Regions from separate parts of the Mus musculus genome. Here all the other regions are linked to region 1. Evidence: chromatin contacts called from public ChIA-PET, Hi-C and promoter capture Hi-C data. All regions are on one chromosome and are shown on one strand. Each heading gives the region's core, a stretch centred on a gene start, on an enhancer-like site or on the middle of the called end of the contact. The rest is flanking DNA. Distances are from core to core; before and after follow the strand shown. Region 1 holds the start of Klhl6 (kelch-like 6). Region 2 holds the start of B3gnt5 (UDP-GlcNAc:betaGal beta-1,3-N-acetylglucosaminyltransferase 5). Region 3 overlaps Klhl24 (kelch-like 24). Region 4 has its middle 41 kb from the start of A930003A15Rik.

Region 1 (5,673 bases), core at 2,020-4,519:
GGCCCTGTGGTCCATCCAATACCTGACTGTGAGCATCCACTTCTGTGTTTGCTAGGCCCCAGCATAGTCTCACAAGAGAGAGCTATATCTGGGTCCTTTCAGCAAAATCTTGCTAGTGTGTGCAATGGTGTCAGTGTTTGGAAGCTGATTATGGGATGGATCCCGACCCTATAGGTAGAACAACATTATGAACTAACCAGTACCCCGGAGCTCTTGACTCTAGCTGCATATGTATCAAAAGATGGCCTAGTCGGCCATCACTGGAAAGAGAGGCCCATTGGACACGCAAACTGTATATGCCCCAGTACAGGGGAATGCCAGGGCCAAAAAGTGGGAGTGGGTGGGTAGGGGAGTGGGGGTAGGGTATGGGGGACTTTTGGGATAGCATTGGAAATGTAAATGAGGAAAATACCTAATAAAAATATATATAAAAAGAAAAACATTTCTAATAGCTTGGCTCACTAGCCTCACCCTGATTATTGTGATAAAAAAAAAAAAAAGATTCTTCCTTCTAAGATAGAGGTTTTATCTCAGAGTAAATTGCTTAACAACAGGAGCTGAATATTCTAACATCTTCTTTGCAGTTTTAAGATGAGGTAGGAGACAAGGGCCTGTCATTGTTTAGTGCTACCATAGCTAGAAAGAGGATAACATAATGATTATACAATATGGCTTCAAATTCACTATTACTAAATTATTTTGTCTTCAGATCCTCTTTCTGTTTCTTTTTTAAAAATCCATTCTTACAAGATACTTTATTTTTGCTTTTAGTTTTTTATTTTATTTTTTGAGATACAATTTCATCACTTTTCTCTTCCCCTTCCTTTCTCCAAGCCCTCCTATGCACTCCTCCTCACTTGCTTTCAAGCCCATAGCTTCCTCTTTTCATGAACTGTTGTTACATATATATGTATGTACATATATATTCATAAATACATAAATACAAACTGCTCAGTCTATACAGTGTCACTTGGATATATCTTTTCAAGATTGATCATCCTGGAAGTGTAAAGTTCATGTACTCTACCCTGGGGAAAACTATTTCTCCTACTCTCAGCATTCATTAGTTGCTTATAGTTCTTTGTGTAGGGTTGAGGTTTACTCATTGCTGAGTGAATTTTCTGCCCTAAAACTGCCTGACCAGTTTTTATTTCCTGTTTTTATCACTCCTGTCTCTACCACACAGTACTAGAATTACAGATAAACACTACCACACCCAGCTCCCATGTGGGTGCTAGGGATGTGAACTTAAGTGATTCTTGATCTTGACAATTTGATGATCAACACTAACCATCACAGCTACCCACTTCTATGAGAACAGAGTCTATTTCACGTGCGTATCATAAAGCTAACTGAGACAGAAATATATAGTTAGAATATCTACACAGTACTAAAGTTTTTGCTAGCTAGACATGGTGGCACACACCTTTAATACCAGCACTGAGAAGACAGAAACCAGTAAATCTTTATGAGTTCCAAGACAGCTGGGTCTAGAGAGCAAGAACTTGTCTCAAAAACTAGCAAACAAACACAACAAACAGACAACAAGCTTTTTGCTAGTGGCTTTTGTATTTTATTGGAAGGGCCTTGTCCTTTGGGCCAGTGAACCCACCTGAGATCAGCTTCTAAATAAACCTGCCTTTATTATACTCTAATCTGGCTTAAATTGGCTTACTTCACTGGAAGAGAAATAATCTATCAGTGCTTATAAAGACTGAACTAGTTAATGATGAATCTTAGAATATATTTAGGTTGACACATGTCTTAGTTAGGTTTTACCGCTGTGAACAGACACCATGACCAAGACAACTCTTATAAAAGATAATATTTAATTAGGATTGCCTAACAGGTTTAGAGGTTCAATCCATTATCAGCAAGACAGGAACATAGCAACATCCAGGCAGGCATGATGCAGGAGGAGCTGAGAGGTCTACATCTCATTCCTATCTGGCTACATTCATTTTTTTTTTAATTAGATATTTTCTTTATTTACATTTCAAATGCTACCCCGAAAGTTCCCTATACTCTCCCCCCGCCCTGCTCCCCTACCCACTCACTCCCACTTCTTGGCCCTGGTGTTCCCCTGAAATGGGGCATATAAAGTTTGCAAGACCAAGGGGCCTCTCTTCCCAATGATGGCCTCATTAGTAGTTTTTAAGGCATGTGAAAAATAAATATAAAACAATAAGGAGTTTGGTAGATACACTCATGAATGAGAAACTGAATTTTATTTTATTGTGTGTGTGTTTGGGAGGAGGTAAGGAGCTAGAGCAGTTTTGGCCTTATGTCTATAATTTGAGAGAGTATGGTATAAGTTGTCATGAAGAGGCTCATGTCATTGTGTATTGTTTTCAGCATTACCAGAGGATATAGTTAGAAGCATTTTTATGATTTGAACCTGAAATGTCATGCCATAAGCCTATGTCTTGAACGTTTATTTGTCAACTGGTGTTATTAGGGAGGCTATGGAACCTTTATGAAGTACAGCCTAATTTGTATAATTAGGTCATTTAGGGGAAGGCCTTTGAAGGTTACTGGTACCCTTCTGAGCTACCACCATGTGAACAACATATGCCACGTGGTGTTATTGTTGGAGACTGACCCACTATCCCATCCGCTTCCAGGCATAGTGGGCAGATATCCTGGACCAAAATAAATCTTTTGTTCCTTAAATATTTTTTCTGTCAGATAATATGATCAGAACGATGTAACTAATACAGAAGACTGATACCAGGAGTATGGTCATAGCTTTCATTAAATCTGAGCATGTGATTCTTAGGCCCTTGGAAATCATTTGCAGAAGGAAGATGGAGAAATTTGAAGGTATGTGTTAGAGAAGCCCTAAAATTCAGAAAGAAAGTTTATAGGGATATTCAGAAGAAAGGTAAGGCTCCAAAGGGGTCTCAGATAGTGGGAGACAGAGAAGTCCCCCTATGCAGTTCCTCTCTGAAGTCTTAGTTGTTGATGCAGGTATAAGTAAACAGATAATAACTGGAAGCAGAGGTTTGCGTGAGGTGGGAGAGGACTAAACCGTACTCCCGGGAGACACAGATAAGCTACCTTCCCCCCCCCCCCCACCCCCACCAGATCCCTGATCTACGCACCCACTCAAAGACATTCCTAACCCTGTGACAGTCCACAGAAAGAAGAGGAGGAGTTGGTGGTGTTTGTAGTAACAGGATGAGAAAGTGTGAGACTTCCTGTTATGTATGTGTGACAGCTGGTGATAAGTGGAGGGGCCTGTGCAGGAAATCCGTTCAGCTTCTGCAGTGTGACCTCCCCGAAACTTGGCAGCTCCTTTAGTCTAGACGTTGATGGCAGGACAAAGAGGCGCCTGCACCATGAGCGATGTGGTAGAGAGGAGCTTGGAAGGACCCTTAGCACTGACTACAGACAAGTCCTCCCAGAAAAGGGGAGACTTGGTGGAAATATTAACTGGGGAGAAGGTAAAATTTGACGACACGAGACTTTCTTTAATTCTTCAGAACGGCCTGGAGACGCTGAGAGAGGAAAATGCTTTGACAGACGTCATCTTGTGTGTGGATGTTCAGGAATTCTCTTGCCATCGAGTGGTGCTTGCTGCAGCCAGCAACTATTTCAGGTCAGTCTGCTTTGAATCCGAGTCAAACTGCATGTATATTGCAAGGAAAACATCTGTAGATGCGAGAGCTCTGTAATCTACAAGACTGAGCAAGCTCAGTCTGATTTGTTTGCTGTTACATTTATGGTTATATATATTCTTACATAGAGTATGTTAGGTATCATGTTGTATTATATATTACCTTATGTACTATGTATAATATAAATATGTATGCTTATACACTAAGGTTTGTGCCTACTTAAAATGTAAGAAAGGAAACTATCAACCTTTAGAATTTTGATTTAGGTCAAGAGAAACTGGGACCATTTAGAAGCAGTATTTTATTATTTATTACTTGGAACCTTTCATCTCATCCTTGGTCTGATTCCACCATTCGGATACTTTTCTTTGAAAGACTTAATTCTCTGTCTTAATATCCTTTATCATCTCTTAGAGTCAAGCTAACATACTTTAAAAATATGTTTTGTTATCTTTTACCTTGACAAGTGTACTTTGGGAATGATAAAATTGAAAATATGCTTTAAACACACACACACACACACACACACACACACACACACACACACACACCACACTATGTCCTTGATTTTAAGGGTGTGACGTTACTTAAGCCAGGGGGATTTTTTTCCCCTCTTTCTTCAGTTTGACTAATGTGTTTAAAACATGATGTTGTCTTTGTTCATCAGTAGAGGTAGAGAAAAAAATGTGGCCTCACTCTTGGAGTTATCACATAACGTGCTGAAAATTAGGGGTTTCTGGTGTACAAGGAGTGGTGGGAAGGACAAACAATGCAAGAAGCCTCTGGATGTGAAAGGCTCCTGAGGTGTCATAGTGAGATGACACTATGTTTCCATGTCACTTGAGCCCTTTCTTGGCCATGAGATTTTAGGCGACTCTGAATTTCAACTGGTAGATGGGTATAGTGACAGTTTTCTTTTATCATTGTTGTAATGATCCTCTTAGTGAAAAGATCTCACACAGTGCCTGGTAGATACATTTGCTCATAAAATCTTTGTTGAAACCTTGTATGAATACAGCTGGACCAGCATTGTCAACATTAGTGTGGTAATGACAGAGAACCAGTGAGTAAGGATGGTGTGGATAAGGGAGGTGTTTTGGAAAGTAGGGGGAAAAAAATCACTTTATTTTTAGTGAGATTTTCCTACCTTTCAGTTCTGGTTGAGGATTTTAAGAAAATAACATGTGAATATATATAATATTTTCAAAAATCACATATTTCAAATAAAATATGATTATACATAATCAAATATATAAACATCAAGCAAGTACATATACATATATAGCTCAGATCATTCATTCATATATGTATTTGTATTTTATTTGGGGTAGTTAGGAGAAAGTTTTTCTTTAGAATTCAAACAACAGAGTTAGACAGTTGTATGTAAAGAACTCCCATATGTTGACAAGGCCAGAGGCAGAGCCTATGTGAATTGAGGGAAGTCATGACTGCTTTCTACCACAAACAACGGTCACTGGTTTCGCTTTGCACTGGCATGATAGAGGTGACAGATGCCCCCTTTTCAGATGTGGAAATGAAAACTGCACATTACTTACCTGGCCATTGCAGGAGCAAGGATTCCACACATTCTAAGAGTCTTTGTTTTAACTGACGTATGAGTTGCCACTAAGTATGGAGCATCATTCTATCTGCAGCCTATCTTGGTAAAATATAAGCATGGTCATAAAAATGGGTTGACACAAACACACTGCTTAACCTGCCCCTGTACTGGCCACTAGATTTCCCATTCAGGAGGGAATGAAAGTCAATTTGTCTCAGTGCCCTGGGTATTCCTTTTCAGTTTATTCTTTATGTTTTGAGTCACTGAGAAATTGCTATCATTGGTTGGTAGTTTCATAGATGTGTTTGCTTGCTTAGAAGACAGGACTATTGGCTGGCTTCCCCTGAGACATCAATTTTTTTCTGGTTCTTGGGCTTCTCCTCATAAACAGAAGGTGCTTTAGTTCAGATATGTCCTTGCCAGTGCAGAAAACACTCTGTTGGTCCTCAAGGCCAGTATGGCAGTAAGAAGCTGGAACACACACAGGTGTAA
Region 2 (5,673 bases), core at 1,774-4,273, 220 kb after region 1:
AAATTAAAGCAAGCCCCACTTCTAGTACAGAAACAATCACAACTAGGGCATAAAGAAGTAAGTCGATGCTATTTAAATTTCATTCCTTATATGGAGAAGGTTTTCTTTTCCTGACCATCTAGTTAATGCTTAAATGAATGCTCAATTTTCATAGTAAACAAAGTAAAAGATTAAATGGGAAAAGGTCATTTTGTTTATTTAAAATTTATATTTTATCTGACCAAGCTTCTTCTCTTTAAATATAAAGATGACAAGGGAGTATATGGAAATATAAAAAGTAATGTATACTATATACTATAATGTGCACTGTATACTGTAAGTAATTGTCGATCCCGTTATCTTACATCTCTGCTGCCAGAGTTCAATGGTGGAACTCTGAATAATTTGCTTGGATCCGCTCAATTGAGCACATACAAAATCCCTAGCACAAGTGCATCTACTTTGTGACTTTGGGAAAAAAAAACTAACTTCTGTATCTTCCCAGTATCTTCCAATATATGTTCTGAAACTTAAATTTGAATACACTTGGGCTGCAGACGGAACTCAACGTTTACAATTTGTAAGTCAGCAAGTGTAATGATTCTATCCAAAGTGACCCATTTAAAAAGATGACCCATTTAGAAATCCATGACTTATTATCCAAGCTGTTACAGACCTGAGAATTAGAAATCTACAGACTTTCACCATAAATCTCTGTTTGGACACATCCGTTTTTATAAAGGGAGTTTTGATTCAGATTTTGAATGAAATATGTAAGTGCATTTTTACTCAATAGGGCCTAGATTTCATTTTGAAAACCCTTTCCCATCTTCTGAATTTTCTTTGTAAGAAAAGCAATTATAAGGATCTATAGGGTTACTTTTCTCCCAGGAAGGGCTGCAGTCTCAGAGTGTACTCATCATAACACTCATGGAGATCATCTTAAATGTCTAAGGAACCCTTCCTCAGAAGATCTACAGGTGTGCACAGTCAGTCTCATCTTTGCTGAGTGCTTGGTATGTAAGTGGGGGTGGAGTGGGAGGAAAGGGCAAGGATGGGGAGAGGCAAAGAGAGCGCAACAGAAGAAAAGTGGTTTAGGAATATGATGGAAACCCTTTAGTTACTGAATTTATCTTTCATCCAAACAACAACAAAAACGACGACAACAACCACCACAACAAAACAAAAACAAAACCACTATGCCCTACATTTCTTTTGACAAACTTTTCCTTCGTGCTAGAGATTGAACCCAAAGTCAGACTTGCAAGCCTGTATCCCCTGCTGCCTTTTGATGAAGTCCACACTTACCAACTGTTTACAAATCACCCTTTCAGTGTTAAGGGTGGGGTCATTTTCTGCACCACTACCTTCAATCATACTTTTCTGGGCCAGTTTCACTTTCTCATATACCACTTCCTGGCATCTCTGCCCCTGGGGACCAGACTGTTTCCCAAAATAAAGGCACAGAGGAGCAAATCTAATTTTAATGAATGTACTTTCACCAGAAAGTTAGCCTAAAAATTAGCTCTACCACCACTGACTACCTTGTGATGGCATCTGTGTCCCTGTAACATGACCCATAACCTAAGAAAACCATTACTGCTGTAAAGAATGTGAATCAAAAGCTGTTACTTTTATCTACGGGTATCTGAACAATCACTTTACTAGTATATTAAAGAAAATGGGAGTAAACAGGAGATTCTCATTAGAAAGATCTTTTCCCAATTTCTCCTACCCGCCTGCTTTCCCGTTTTCTTTTCTTTTTTCTTTTCCAGCTAGCAGCTATTCCAAAGAGCCGGTCAGCTCCCTCACGTGCAAGCTACCCTAGGCGGTCAGCCCGAATTCAATCCAGCATTGATAAATCTCAGGACCCAGACTGAAGATGCGCCAAGGCTGGACCTGGCTTCGCGACACCACAGCCACCTCTCCCCATTGGCATTCCGGGTAAATCCGGTGCTCTGGACCCCGCGGGTCGGATCGTACCTGCGGCACAAAAGCGGCAGCTAGGCCTAGGGTGGTCGCCGCCCAGCGCTCGCGCCCACCAGGCCGCAGTGAACAAAGGCGCTCGCCGAGGGAACTCTCCCTTCTTCGCTGCACCTCCGGACCGGGAAGCCCCGGCTCGCAACGAAGAGCCGTCTGTCTTCCTGACCATTCCACCCTGATGCCCCCGGGCCGCCCGTGTGGACTACCCTCTGCACCCCTTCCCGCCTCCCGGTCGGGTCCGGGCTAGAGGAGGGGAAGCTAGAGGTGGGGCGGGTCCCGGGACTCTCAGCTAGCAGCCTCGGGGAGAACCTCAGAGCCGGCACAAAGCTAGCCCAGCCAGAGACTTAGACTCTGCAGGGGCTTCGAGAGTGCCCGGTCTAAAGCAGACTGCGAAGCCACGCTCCCCGACAGAGGGACCTTGGCTCACAGTAGGATGCAGCGGGCACTTTGGGTGGGCAGTGACTGACCTTTCATCCAGGAGCGGCGTTGGTTAAGACTGGAGACCCATTCATCCAAACCACGTTTCAGTTAGTCATTTCCGAGCTGAAGGTTTTGAGTGGACAGCGGTTCTCCCATCGTCTCGTAGTTTCCTAGCAAACCCTAAGAGCCCGCCGGTCTTCTGTCAGGACACTTAGGACTTGAGCTCCTGGGAGCCTAAGTAACAAAGAAAGGAAACGCACATTTATTTGAAGCGAAGACTGCACGCCTTATGACTGCACAGCAACAGTTCGTTTTAAAAGCAGACCCTTCCCCTGTGTTCAGCCTCCCCATTGATTTACATTCCAACCCAGGGAATTTCAAGCATTGTAAAACTCACCGAGGAACCCAAGTCCTTAAATGTCCCAGAGGTCCGCTGTCCTCCTAGAAGCCCTGGGGGAAAAGTCTCAAGAACAAAAGTTGCAAACTAAATTTCGGTTGTAAGCGAGGAAGCTAGGGCAGGGCTCCAAGAGAGACCCCGCTGGAGCCGGCTAGAGCCGGCTGAGAGGGGCGGGCCTGATTAAGGGTCTTGGCTCACTCAGGCTGGGGCGCAGCCGCAGGAGCCTCCAGCTGCTTATTTGGTCACTCCACTCCAGGCTTCCTCGGGAATGCTCAGCCCCGCCCCTCCCCTACCCCGGTCTGTGAAGGTGACGTGCCCCGCCCTAAAGTGCTATCTGTGAGGACTCCAGGAAGCGATTGCCTCACTTGTTTGCTAATAACTAAACTATAGATTCAGAAGACCAAATGTGCACCTGAGCCCAAAGGAAAGTTCTTGTTCGGCCTGTAACCAGACATTATCAGGATAGTGTAGACATCAGCTGAAGGAGCAAGTAAATAAATCTTTTTTTTTTTTTTTTTTTGTAGCTAATTGCTTGCTTAAAAAAATGCTGTTCTAGACTTTTCCTTATAGAAGCATTCAATAGAGCTCCTATTTTGAGCAGTTTTGTAGTTATACATACTGAAAACAGGACAAGAAAAAAAATCCAAAAATGTCAAGTCCAAATATGGGTTTGTAATTGTAAAAGTCAGTAAGTTCAAAGTAGTTGCTGAATCAGTTTAAAACACACTTGTTATTTCAAACTCTAGTTTTAGGAGATTTTGCAACTGCATTTTAAAAGCCCTTCAGCGTATTTCCAATCCTGAAATTCTTTTCATGTGTTACTCACACAAGGCATGGTTCGCTGTTAACTCACCTGTCCAGAAGACCACAAGCAGAAATACTAATGTAATGGGACTCCTAATGGAGTCTGACAGTGATCTATAAAGAGGAGCATTCATTGTTCCTACAGGGTTAATCACCCCCCAATTATCTTCTTAAATCCTGACTAATCCTTTATATGGTCCTCCCTAAAACACATGTGTATTTTGTATTCACATACATATATTCAAGTGGGACTTTGTTCCTTTTCGGTCATTTGGAACTAGTTACATGTGTCAGTTTATATAGGTAGGCACATGGGAAATATGAACTGATGAGAAAATATACACACACACACACACACACACACACACACACCCCTTTCCAACCTCTATACAAATAGACATGTGGACTAATGATTTTAAAAGTAAACCCATATGGTATCATATGCCTGTAATCTCAGCACTCAGAATGATTTTCATGAGTTCAAAGGCAGCCTTGATCACATAGTGAGTATCAGGTTAGCCTAGGGATACATATAATACTGCTGCTGCTGCTGCTGCTGCTACTACTACTACTACTACTACTACTACTACTACTACTACTACTAAAAATCCAGAGTAGAAAAATTAGTGAGCTGTAGAGTTGGGGTGGGAGGGGTAATGGTTAAAGAACCTGAGGCTAAGAGATGAGGAAGGGCAAAGAGGCCCAGAATGACCTCTCTGGGCCCAGACAGATATATGTATGTATGACAGGCCCATGATGTATGATGTTACACACACACACACACACACACACACACACACACACACGCACACACAGACACAGACACAGACACACACACCAGGGGACAGGCAAAGGAGGTCCTCCCATTCATCTAGAAGGATTCCCTAGACCATCCAGATCCTCATCCACAGTACCATAGAGAAATGTATGATTTCATTGCCAGTGATTGCATGAAGCTTGTGAGATGGTCTGGGAGTAAAATTAGATCATAACAACAGGAGGAAAGAGGTCAGTGTATTCTATCCACAGCAGTTGCTTGTGAGCGTAGCACCCTAGAATACCATGCAAATATCTTTGAATCATACTGTTAGGAATGCGCTTTGCAGAGCACAAGAGAACTGTAGAATATATCTGAAAAATAAAAGTCACATCAACTTATTAAATTTAAAAGTAAGAGGGGCTGACATTTTCATGTTAGAAAGTACAGATAAGATGGGGGATGGGGAATGGCGCACGCAGGGGGAGGAGATACAAATATGAATGAATTAGAGAGTAGAAAGAATGCTAAAACCTGAGTGCAAGAGAACTTTCCACACTGCTGAGCAGAGAAGAGGCCAGTGATGCTGAAATTCTGCCACCATGGTGCCAGACTTGACTTGTTCAGCTAAATTTGCTTTCTGGATTGTCAGCTATGGCCCTATACAGACACTATTATAAATCCAGACATATTCCAGGCTCGGTGTTCTGAAAATGACCAGCATTCATGCAAGACTTACTTGGTGAAATCCTGAACTAGCTTCTTCATAAAGTTTCAGGCAAGCTACTCAACTCTCTTTGGCCCTGCATCTGAGTGAGTAAGGACTCAATTCAGGTTCAGTGATGAGCAGAACATAGTGACCAGAGCCATCAGGATGGGACAGGTGAGTGGTTGCCATCCCTATCCTCATCACAGGCTGTAGAAAGTTCTTGCTCCTTTACAGAAAGGCAGAAGTTGGCTTTAGACTCTTATCCTGCTTCATCATTATCAGAGGATCAGCTGCGTTTCACATATTTGTGGATTCATGTATGTAAAACAGCATTACCCCCTTAACACAATGCCCACCCCTTGCTGCCTCCTCTTCTACTTCCCACCAGCCCCTCTCTCATGTACCTTTCTGGCATAGTTGTTTCTCCTATGTTTGCTTCTTGGTGACATCTTCCATTGCCATTCATCCCCCATCTGTATTTCTATCCTTGATTCCAGTCTTCAGGATAGCATGTGTAAACAAGAATGTCAGCAAAGATGTTTGAGAAGGAGAAAGTGGTTGGGACTTTGATGCCGCAGAGATGAGAATCTACTTTTCCTATCGCTCTTACTGTTTGCTTACAAT
Region 3 (5,673 bases), core at 1,718-4,217, 140 kb before region 1:
CTTACACCTCACAGATGAGCTGTATTAACATGTCTTTATTCCCTTACACCTCACAGATGAGCTGTATTAACATGTCTTTATTCCCTTACACCTCACAGATAAGCTGTATTAACATGCCTTTATCACCTTTCTTCTGCTTCATCTGAACAGCTCCATTTTAACACCAGCCATCACACCAGGGCCACACTCAACACACACTAACATTAGTATTCTTGTTGGCCACCTTTCCTTTTCTCAAGTTACTATTTTAGTTTCTTGTTTATGTTCTGAATTATTTTATGGTTATTCTGGTAAATATAAACATCTGATTTCCCCCTTGCCCCTTTTTTGCACAATCATTTAGGTATATTAAAAAAAAAACCAAACTTAAAACTCATCAGATTTTTGGTAAACAAAATTTAATGTAACCATATAGTCAAGTAATGTTTAAAAGACATTAGATACAACTTTTAAAAATTTAAACTATGGAGGAAGTGCAATTAAACAAAACTGTAAGCATTACTGTACTACATTACTGTACTACTGCTGAACGGAGAACAAGGACATGGAGAACACTCCTTTCTTCACTGTGAGCATTCACTCTAGGCAATGGCTGTGTGGAAGTTACAGAAAAGCACGCACACTTGTTCGGTTCTGAAAGCCTTCGATAGCTCTGGAGACTCACACTGCAGGAGCGGGAGCGATGAAGAGGAAGTGTTTTCTCAAGGAAAAGCCTGGAGCAGCACTACTAATATAATGACAAACAGAAATAACTACGCATACTCTTCACTATTCCAAATAGCTCAGTGGGTATTTATCTGAGTATTTTACAAAGCACCTAGGTACCAAAAGTTAAAAATGTAAAACTCCAAGCAACAACCTCAGTTAACATTCTCTTTCTGCCTAGCAGGCAGCTGGTATTCACAAAAGCATCAGCACTCACAGACAGAGGCAGGAGAATTGCCACTAGCTCAAGGTCAACCTGGTCATATACTGAGTTCCAGGTTAGCCAGGGCTACATTAAATCAACCAATTGAAGAACCAACCAAACAACCCACCCAGACCACAGAAACCCACACAGCCAAGCATGGTGGCACAAGCTATCATCCAAGCACTTGGGAGCTATGACAGAATGATTGGAGTTCAAGATCATTTTCAGCAAAACAGAGTTTTAGGCAAGCCTTGGATCTATATCGCCCGGACTCAAAAAATAAAACAAAACTAGACCCTCAAAAACCAATACTGAGGTTTATCAGACTAAAATGGCACTGGGTAGCTTAAGGCACAAACATTAAAACAAAACTTCTTTGGAACAATATATGAAGTTATGACTTCACTTTCTATGTTCTATCACCTTTAGCACTGTATAAGTTTGATATTTAAGGCAACCACACACATGTAAAAGGCTCACATACAACATTTTAGTGATACTTATTTTTTTTTAAAGATTTATTTATTGGTTATATGTAAGTACACTGTAGCTGTCCTCAGACACTCCAGAAGAGGGAGTCAGATCTCGTTACAGATGGTTGTGAGCCACCATGTGGTTGCTGGGATTTGAACTCCGGACCTTCAGAAGAGCAGTCGGGTGCTCTTACCCACTGAGCCATCTCACCAGCCCGTGATACTTATTTTTATGTGTATGTTTTGCCTGTACTATGACAGTTTGCATATCATGTATATGCATCATGTGTGCCTGTAGAGGCCAGAGAGTAGTAGAACCCCAGTGACTAGAGTTACAGACAATTGTTAGCCACAATGAAGGTGCTTGGAACCCAAGCCAGATCCTCTGCTACAGCAGCAATTGCTAGTGCTTGCTCCTAACCGCTGAGCCATCTCGCAACCCGCTTACAAATAAAACACTTTAAAATGTCTAAAATATTTTGAAACATCTCTGGTATTAGTTTATACACCTGGAAGTGCTGTTTGATGCCTAGCACTAGATGTGGCAAGAAGCATAATTAGCTAGTCAAATCTATTGCATCACAGGTCAGCGAACCTGCTTCATTCTGGTTACGTGATACAGTGAATTTTCATGTTGGTTATGTGGTTTGGAACATAATAATGGATGAAATGATATCATTCCAGCTTTCTACACAATGCCAATCAATGCCATTACTGTTTCTCACATGGGAATTCATGTGGCCAACTCTGACCTCAAACTGGCTCTGTTGCCATGGCTGTCCTGGAACTTTCCTGATCTTCTTGTCACATCTCCCAAGGACTGGAATCAGACATTGCCACCACACTCAGCTCTGTACCACTAACTCCAGCAAGACCAAATCGTTTTAACTAGTAATGTCTTGGGTTGACTATGAGGCAGTCCACAGGAAGCTTCCGGACATTATCTTGGTACCACATGAAGTCTGTAGGATGTATCCTCTCAAGACGTTAAAGGCACACACAAATAATCCAACTCCCGTTCTCTCTTCGTGTATGTGCATGGGCTCTCAGAGTGATTTTTAAAAATCTACTGTCAGATCAGGAAAAAGCAGCACACACCTGGGTTGGACAATGACAAAAGCAGAAAACCCACCTTTGTCTTTCCTGAGTTTCAAAATGGGGGTCTGACAGCAGATGCAGAAACAATTCATATTCACCAGGAGAGTGTGCCGGCTCACCAAGCACTGTCATCTTTCCAAGCAGAATGGATGTTTAACCACTGCTAGAAGTGAAATTTCTGAAACATATCCGTCTAGAGCCATCAACTAAATGGTGAGAGTGCTTTGCACACCCGATGGGTGACTCAGACAAGCCAATGCCCTCCCTGAGCATTTGGTCGTTTAAAACCTGATTCCAATGGAGTAAACACCTGGATCCCAACCGCCCATCTATGACAAACGGCTGTGGAGAACCCAATTCCTGTCAGTCAGTCAGTGTGGGAGAGTACAGCAGACAGGGAGGAAGTCAGGCCACCTTGTGGAGTACATGGAGAAGACTTGGAGGAGGATTCAAGTTCATGAAAATGTACACAAAAACCAACTGTAATTTCCTGTTGATTCACAAAACATATGACCTTTCCAACTGAACAGCCACAAGCGGTGTTTGCACGCTTCTCTCCAGGTCTGCTTCCTGGCCTTGTAACACTGTCGTTACACAGATCTCCAGGTCTGCTTCCTGGCCTTGTAACACTGTCGTTACACAGATCTCCAGGTCTGCTTCCTGGCCTTGTAACACTGTCGTTACACAGATCTCCAGGTCTGCTTTCTGACCTTGTAACACTGTCGTTACACAGATCTCCAGGTCTGCTTCCTGGCCTTGTAACGCTGTAGTTACACAGGTGCACAGATCCTTAAGACCAGATCTGCACTTTCAGATGAAATGCTTATTTTAGAAAATGGTCCTGGCTTCCTCTTCTAACTGCAGCTCTCAGAAGGCAAAGAATTGCTAAGAGTTTGAGGCTAGCACAGGCTACAGAGATCCTGTCTCAACAATAAAGAGTACTCTAGAAATGTTCAAATTTAGTCTTATGTAATCAAATTGTCTATGATCAACTAATTTTTTAATTTATACAAATTTCTGATAATTAAACTGCAAAAACCATTGGGTGTTTGTGATATATGTACACATCATACTATCTACATATAAACACACACACATCCTAACTTAGAGGCTCATATAAACATCACCTATCAAAAGAAAGTCTGCCAATTATGGGATAACAGAATGAAGATAGTCTGACTCTAGGATGGTTGATATAGCCCTTTTAATACATTTATTATACCCTAAAATTAATTATTTTTTTCAGGACATAGTTTCTCTGTGTAGCCCTGGCTGTCCTGGAACTCAGAAATTTGCCTGCCTCTGCCCCTCAAGTGCTGGTATTAAAGGCGTGTGCCACCACTGCCCGGCAAAATTATTATTTTTTAAACCAGGGCTTACCACTATTATTTATCAAGGATTAGCAAAGGTAAGTAATTAAAGGAAGTTAAAATACCAATTGGGTAGCTTTTAAAAGTTAATTTTCTAGGATTCAGGTACTTTCTGGTAACTTTTAATATAATTTGTAACATAAAAATTAATTTGTTTGAACAAATTCTGATTTTCAGGATTTTTTCCAATTTACTGCAATAAACATGAGAATATATGAAAGATAAACATTATAAGATACAAGTAGATAATACTTTTACAACAGACAAAAATACTAAAATACAAATTTACTTTGACCAAGTCTTTTATATATATTTATGAATGGACATGATCTTACAAATATACATGAGAATAACAATTATCATTTGTAGAATCCTAAGCATTTATAAAACACTTTTGTTCACACACTTAACTGTTAAGAATTTCTGAACTAAACAATTTCCATTCTCTAACAAAAGCATAATGCAGATACTTACTATAAAATTACAGTACACATACCCTCAGTTTTACATACATCTGTTGCTCACCTGACAGATGATTTTCTGCATTGTTTCTATAGCTATATCACTTATAATTTATGACTTGAAAACCATTTCCTAAGTGTATTTTTTAGCATTTTTCTCAGAATTTAGATTCCAACTAAGCATGACTCTTAAAATACATTTGTATTATCCTAAGATGAGGAAAAAGTTGTTTGCCAATGCTAGGTTTCTGATAACTGCCTGAATTTGAACAGAAATCGATTGACACCATTGTCATTGACAAGGAGTATATTATAGTGAGAGACTGGGAAGTTACACAGCAAGTCACCTGCTGCAGCCCAGGGCACTGGAAGTTACAATAATTAGTTGTGCTAATTCCTGCTGTATTCACTTATGTGTCTAAGAAAAATTTCACATTTCCCTTTGCAAACTGCTAAGCTTTACAAAATGGAGGTAAAAAACCTAGAGGGAAAAATTTAATAGAAATCTGAAAATGATGATCAGTATTTTATACAAATAAAAGAGCTCTCCCAAATAAGAGATTTCTCTCTGGAGACCGGAACTGCTGCTGGTCAGAGTTACAAGTGAGAGGCCCCACTGCTGTAGGATATTAAGGAATTAGACAACTCTCCTAGGCTAATAACTGCTCACAAGGCAGCGGAGAGGCACTCACAAGGCATCACACAAGTTAGGTCCAACTCTGTCAGGCTGGGTAGGAGCAAACCTGTTCTTGTTTTTCTTACAGCAGTATTGCAAATGCAATTTTGTCTTAAGATATATTTCTTTTATACACGTGTTCCTGTATGAATTTATGTGCACCATATATTTGTAGATGCCCAGGGAGGACAGAAGGTGTTCGATTCCCTGGAACTAGAATTGCAGAAATTGTGAGCTACCTGATAAGGGTGGGAACCAAACCTAGGTTCTCTGCAAGTGCAGGAAGTGTTCGTAAACACTGAGCCATCTCTTCAGCCCATCTGGTTTCTTTTGATGCACTTCCCAGATCCTGGATACAGGTCTGCACTACCATGCCTGGGAAACAGATCCTGAACACAGACACCTGCCTTGCTCTGTAAAAGGGATTTCAACTCCTATGTTAGTTTAAAGGAAAGAAATTCTTTAGTGGACGCACAGATGAGTCATTAAATACCCTGAGAACCAAAGTGGATCACATTTTTTTTTTCTTCAATAGTAATTTTAATTTTTCCTTAGGGACTAATGTATAATTTAAATCTCCTTACTTTTACATCTCCTACATCAACTCACAAAAAGTATTTAATATCAGAGAATAGTCTATAAAGTCATAAAATTTGGTATTTTATGGTAGCTGAATTGTCACTAC
Region 4 (5,673 bases), core at 1,129-3,628, 140 kb after region 1:
GAAAGAGTATGGAGACTTTTGAAGTTGGGATAAATACATTTTCATTATGATGTAGCTATGGCCCATTGGGGTCAGGAAATGCAATGTGGTAGTTTGAAGGAGAAAAGCCCCTCATTGCACATTTAAACACCTGGTACCGAGTTGGTGGAACTGTTTGGAGAGGTCACGGGGAGTGGGCTTTTGGATTACAATCCTCTTGCCACTTCTGTTTGCTCTCTGTTATGTGCTTGTGGTTGAGATGTGATATCTCATCTGACTACAAAAATGAACAATAAAATTGTGTATACATTTGTGTTGACATAGGTATTATCCTAGCTAATAAATATTTCTGTTTATGTATAGTGACACTCTTCAAAAGGCTCTAAATAGAATTCTTACAATACTGTTGAGCAGGAGGTAGGAGGCAAGAGATTTATTCGATACTAGCTTATCCTAAATTCTAGTTTATAAGAGCTATATGACCTCTTCTAACTTGATGTTGTAAGGTGAGATGAGAACTATGACATTAGCACATTTGCTATCACAGTCCTTTACTTTGTTCCAGAGTTTGCAGAGTTTAAACATACCTCAGAGGAGAACTTCACAAATAACCTATCTTATAAGCATTTCTATGTGAGCTAAATACTATTGTCTGCTTTCTGACGCATTGTACTTGCTCCATATATCTCATGTGGTAGAATTGGGTGAAAATAAAGTTTTCCATTTGCAGAGTTCATGGTCACCAGTAACTCAGCAGCATTCCTGACCTATCATTCAGAAAGAATACATATGTGCACAGTGTATTACCATGCAAGTATCTATTATGACCATGATGCACACATGGGAAGTTAATAAACAATGCAGAGTGAAGAAAAGCTGATTGGATTGCTGATGTGCCTGGGTTACTGACTCACTGTCCTAGTTTAGGGTTCATCTGGCTTTCTAACTAATGTCCCTTGTCATATGTGATCAATGCTGTCTTAGTTTTACTGCTGTGAACCGGCACCATGAGTATGACAGCTCTTATAAAGGACAACATGTAATTGGGACTTGCTTAAAGGTTTAGCGGTTCAATCCATTATCATTATGAGGGGAAGCGTGGCAGTACCCAGGCAGGCATGGTGTAGGAGAAGCTGAGAGATCTATATCTTCTTCTGAAGGCCACTAGAAGACTGGTTACCAGGCAGCTAGGATGAGGGTCTTAAAACCTTTGCTCACAGTGACACACTTCCTCCAACAAGGCCACACCTGTTCCAACAAGGCTACACCTCCAAACCATGCCACTCTCTGGGCCAAGCATATGTTGATGATCAAAGAATTCTGATCAGACCAAGAACTACAGAATTTCTCTTCCCGAAATATAAAGGTTAGGGGCAGATTTTATAATTGTCATTGTCCAGTGGAGAAATGAAGGCATGGATTCAGGACATCTAAAGTCACAGTTGAAAAAAATCTCATAGTCCCAGTCTTCAACATGAATGCTTTTTTTCCCACATCTATTATTTCTGTTCCTTTAATACATGTCTCAACATCTGCATGACACATCAGGCAACACGTACTCAGTATTCCACAGAAGGAGGAGTTAGACAGACCATTGAGAGAGAGATCTAGACCCAAGTCTGAACCCTGATTCTGGACAGTGCTGCATCTACTTTCTAAGCTGGGAGACATGGGCCAGAAGGCCTTGACCTACCCTAAATTGATATTGCTCATGACCTTATCATTAACTGCAGCTGGCTAAGAATTTACACAGTAGCCAAGTGTTTGACCTGGTGATTGCTTTACACTTGACTTATAGGACCTGGAGGTCAACTCCAGCTTTGAAATTGAAAGGCTACCTGGAGTCTGGTCCCATCTGTGGAGACTAGGGTGTGAATTGCCTTAACCAAACCTACTCATAAAACGCTTTATTTTATGGTTTTGTTTTCTTTTTGCCTTACAGGAAGACTAGGTTTACTTTAACACACCTTTTTAAAGTTCAGTAGTCCACTTTATGTCATTAATTCCTTGATCTCTTTTACCAGTACTATGTATGATATGCATAAATGCGACACACCAACAAATGTGTACCTCTGAGGGAGTGGCTCGTTGCACTGAGAAGACACCTTCTCTGGGCTTCTCTGGCACCATTCTTAACAAGGACACCCCACCCAGCCCTTGTATGTAAGATTCCTACACATTCTTAGGCTTTCATCTTGATCTCCTATCTTTAGCAGAAGCACTTCTGAACCAACCTGCTTTCCCAGTTTTCTTTCTGTGATTTCTCCAAATCTCCAAGTTTCTACATTTTAAAATACCAGAGCATATGAAAATAAGTTACTTCTGCTTCTCTCATGACTCTGCAAAATGGGAAAATGGTTTTTTTTTTTTGGTTTGATTTTGGTTTTTGGTCTCTACTGAGTTCATTGCCCTAACACATATTTTCAGGAAATGTCTGTAGGACTTCTAGTTTGGGCACTAGGTATAAATGTGTGTGGTAGGATCTAGTCTGGATAAGTTATGTTTGTGGTAGTACAGTGGAGCACACTGATGGGGAGAGAGAAACCTCCACTTCTCTTTGTGGATTGTCCTCTCCTGGATTCAGGTAGTTGAACTTGGACTGTGACTCACTTGCATTTCAGAATACTGATCATCATTTTTAGCAAACTTCTTCCCATTAACAGCGAACCTTCAACAAATGGGTGAATTTCATGGTGCTTCACTTCCTTATTTATTTATTTTTTCTTTCTTTGACAGGGTTTCTCTCTGTGTTGCCCTGACTGTCCTGGAACTCTCTGTAGATCAGGCTGGCCTTGAACTCAGACATCTGCCTGCCTCTGCCTCCTAAGTGCGGGAATTAAAGGTATGCGCCACCACTGCCCACCTCACTTCCTCCTTTTAAGTCTCAGTGAGTTTTGCATCTGACTGCTTCTGAATCAAGGCAGAGACAGAGAAAGCTGTATTGTTTGGGCTTCAGTTCTTTTTTTTTCTGTTTTCTTCTCCTTGGTTATTTTCTGGAAAACTAGGAAACATTGTTTCCCTCACTTGGAATGCTGTTTGTCTCCTTTGAGGGAGCAGCTGTCAGGCCAGTTAGCATGTCCACTTCTGGCTTTGGCTTACCCCTACCCCTCTTTTCCTTCTCTATATCAAGCACAGACAAAGAGCAAGAGAGCCCCAAACAGTAAATTTGACCTGAATATTGATCTCCAATTTTTAGTTCAGGTTCCAAAAACCAATGTCAGTCCTGTGCTTCTATAAGTCCTATTTATCATGATTTGCATAGTGTTGGATGCTACCTGGTTAACAGTCAGTATAGCCCTTCCCAGTTTGCAATGGTTCCTAGTTTTCATAACATAGCATAAAGCAAGAAAAGAATTGATAAATAGAAAAACCGGCAGCATGCTCAGTGCAGGAGAAAGATGCCTCTCTCCTTGAAATTTACAGTGACCTCACTTTATGGCTGGTTTGGGTTACAACAGAAGGGCTTCACTTCCTTGCCTACTTTCTGAATACCTTTGGTGTGTCACTGTTATCTTGATGGAGAAGGGTATGAGGTAACACTGTGCCTGTAAGGAAACTTATCACCTAATTTGACTCTATTACCATGGTGTTTTGTAATTGGGTAATAGGATCTCTGAAGGCACAGAGCTATTTCAGTCAGAAGAACAACAAAAACAAAAAGAAAACAAAAGAACAAAAGAACAAAATCGGGAGCTGAAAGGAACACAGTGCCTCAGGAACTGTGAACTCAAACCAGCCTCCCACAAAGGCAGTCAACATTCTACTGTACCCGAGACCCTCAATCAGAAACTTCAGCTGTTGCATCTGTACAGCTTCCCCATTTGACTTCTGCTGGATGTTGGAAGTGGCCAGTTTGATGATAGTCAGTTCTCTGTCTGCTACATTCTATTTGTCTTTTTACTTTTGCTTGTTACACACTTAGTAAATTCACTCATTAGAGACTAAAAGTACAGCCATGGTAGGTTATTCTCTGGATGTTCAAGGGCTCATTCTTGTTCACGTCTTGTGAAGGTAATCACAGATGCAGTGAGCTCATGACTGCAAGGACCACATCCCTCTGCCAAAAGGTTGCAAAGAGAAGGTTTTCTGACTGAGTGCCACACTAATCTATAGGTATAATTGCAAATATTTAGAAACAGCTTCACAACTTGTACATTTAATAAAGCAATACTTGTTGGTTTCTTATTAGAGCCTGTGATCTCCCCAACTATGGGTTTTTGAGTAGATTTACAATAGGAGTACTCTCCCATCAAAAAAGGCCTTAAATCCAATTGCACCAGTGGACACAACTTGCTTGGCAGATCAGTTATGGTACACACAGGATTGACAGCTGAGCAGGACTGTTGGTGTGTTTTCTTCCCTTAAAGACTGCAGAGCATCTTCCAGCACTATGAATGCTAGCTTGTAGGAAAGAAGCTTCCATCTCTGTTTCCATCTCTGTTCCAGTTTGATTTCTCTGTCATGAGACCAAAATGTGGATTGTTTCCATCGATAGGCTCTCACCATACTATTCTGGTAGGCAACTAAAAACAATGGGAATAGACTATGTTCGTTTGGGGGCCTCGTAGGCCCATAGGACCAACAACTCATAGGGAGATGTCCCACTCTTGACACTACAATTTCCACTTGGTATTTTCTGGGAATATCATTATCCACCTATTCAGGGTACCTCTATTCAAGTTACTTTTTTAAAAAATTGCATTTTAAAATTAGATTATATAGTGGGCCTCTGTATGTCTTCTTTTATTTGTCCTTAGTTTTGGTTTGCTCTCTTTCACACTCCATCTCTTCCCAAGCCCCTGCCCTTGTCTTGACTTAAACCTTTTCATTTTTAGTGTTCTCCTTCCCTCTGCTTTCTATTACATGTTTTCTGCTACTTCCCTCTGTGTGATGGTTTTCTTGCTTCTCAGCTTGACTGGCTCAGAATTCGTTTAAGAAGTAAGCTGCAATTTTTTTTTTGATAGGCTATTTGAATTGAGAAGCCACACCCTAGATATGGATGGTACTGGTAACCTCAAATAAAAGGATGTTTACACCAGGTGTGGTGAGGCATGCCTTTAATCGCAGCACTTGGGAGGTAGAAGCAGGTAGATCTCTGTGAATTCAAGGAACACCTGGCCATAAAGTGAGTTCCAGGACGGCCAGGGTTACACAGAGAAACCCTGTCTCAGGGGAAAAAAAAGTGAGTTTCAGGAACCAACCAACCAACCAGACAAAAGGATGTTTATTCGGGATAGTTTTATGCCAACTTTTTTTTATTGGTTATTTTATTTATTTACACTTCAATTCCTGGTTCCCCCTCTGCAAACTTCCTATCCCATCCGCCTTCCCCCTGCTTTTATGAAGGTGCTCCCACTACCCACCCACCTACTCCTGCCTCACCATCCTAGCATTTCCCTATGCTGGGGCATTGAGCCTTCACATGACCAAGGGCCTCCCCTACCATTGATGCCAGATAAGGCAATCCTCTGCAATATATGCAGTTGGAGTCATGGGGACCTCCATGTGTACTCTTTGGTTAGTGGTGTAGTCCTTGGGAGCTCTGGGGGTCTGGTTGGTTGATTTTGTTCTTCCTATGGGGTTGTAAACTCCTTCAGCTCCTTCAGCCCTTCCCCTAACTCCTCCATTGAGGCCCCGGTGCTCAGTCCAAGTGGTTGACTGTAAGCATCTGCATCTGTATTGGCCAGGCTCTGG

The links. Promoter capture Hi-C pulls out the DNA fragments that hold promoters and counts their contacts. A called contact is a pair of places that touch in the nucleus more often than the background predicts. ChIA-PET counts read pairs in DNA pulled down with a chosen protein or histone mark.
Region 2: a contact with region 1 is called in an RNA polymerase II ChIA-PET map of memory CD8 T cells, with 52 read pairs. The contact joins the promoter of B3gnt5 here to the promoter of Klhl6 in region 1. A contact is called at or near these places in 9 of 39 promoter capture datasets (the 3T3-L1 cell line, 3T3-L1-derived adipocytes, the C10 cell line and 5 more), 6 of 115 datasets of contacts at active chromatin or transcription factors (the 230-238 cell line, double positive thymocytes, effector CD8 T cells and 3 more) and 3 of 9 other capture datasets (adipose tissue, liver and macrophages).
Region 3: a contact with region 1 is called in a promoter capture Hi-C map of the HPC-7 cell line. The contact joins the enhancer-like site here to the promoter of Klhl6 in region 1. A contact is called at or near these places in 4 of 39 promoter capture datasets (3T3-L1-derived adipocytes, the C10 cell line, the HPC-7 cell line and 2 more), 1 of 484 Hi-C or Micro-C datasets (Th1 cells), 3 of 115 datasets of contacts at active chromatin or transcription factors (the SCID.adh cell line, embryonic stem cells and memory CD8 T cells) and 2 of 9 other capture datasets (adipose tissue and liver).
Region 4: a Hi-C map of hematopoietic stem and progenitor cells shows a contact between it and region 1, with 1.8 times the contacts expected there. The contact joins the enhancer-like site here to the promoter of Klhl6 in region 1. A contact is called at or near these places in 1 of 39 promoter capture datasets (the C10 cell line), 5 of 484 Hi-C or Micro-C datasets (bone marrow-derived macrophages, double positive thymocytes, granulocyte-monocyte progenitors and 2 more), 2 of 115 datasets of contacts at active chromatin or transcription factors (both in bone marrow-derived macrophages) and 1 of 9 other capture datasets (adipose tissue).

The regions. Positions count from the first base shown.
Region 1 is chr16:19,980,645-19,986,317 of GRCm38.p6, reverse strand. Klhl6 (kelch-like 6) reads left to right here and starts at 3,269. Exons shown (of 7, transcript NM_183390.3): 1 at 3,269-3,601. The coding sequence starts at 3,315.
Region 2 is chr16:19,757,584-19,763,256 of GRCm38.p6, reverse strand. B3gnt5 (UDP-GlcNAc:betaGal beta-1,3-N-acetylglucosaminyltransferase 5) reads right to left here and starts at 3,023. Exons shown (of 4, transcript NM_054052.3): 1 at 2,780-3,023; 2 at 2,430-2,616.
Region 3 is chr16:20,123,930-20,129,602 of GRCm38.p6, reverse strand. Klhl24 (kelch-like 24) reads right to left here. Exons shown (of 8, transcript NM_029436.3): 8 at 1,859-5,673. Among named protein-coding and RNA genes, the nearest start is that of Yeats2, 14 kb to the left of the region's middle. Within about 2 kb of position 2,967, at least 19 of the 459 cell types and tissues checked have an H3K27ac peak or open chromatin away from gene starts, as enhancers often do. A contact at or near this core is called in the HPC-7 cell line and the SCID.adh cell line, where this site is marked.
Region 4 is chr16:19,840,641-19,846,313 of GRCm38.p6, reverse strand. No RefSeq gene overlaps it. Among named protein-coding and RNA genes, the nearest start is that of A930003A15Rik, 41 kb to the left of the region's middle. Within about 2 kb of position 2,378, at least 28 of the 459 cell types and tissues checked have an H3K27ac peak or open chromatin away from gene starts, as enhancers often do. A contact at or near this core is called in bone marrow-derived macrophages, granulocyte-monocyte progenitors, hematopoietic stem and progenitor cells and 1 more, where this site is marked.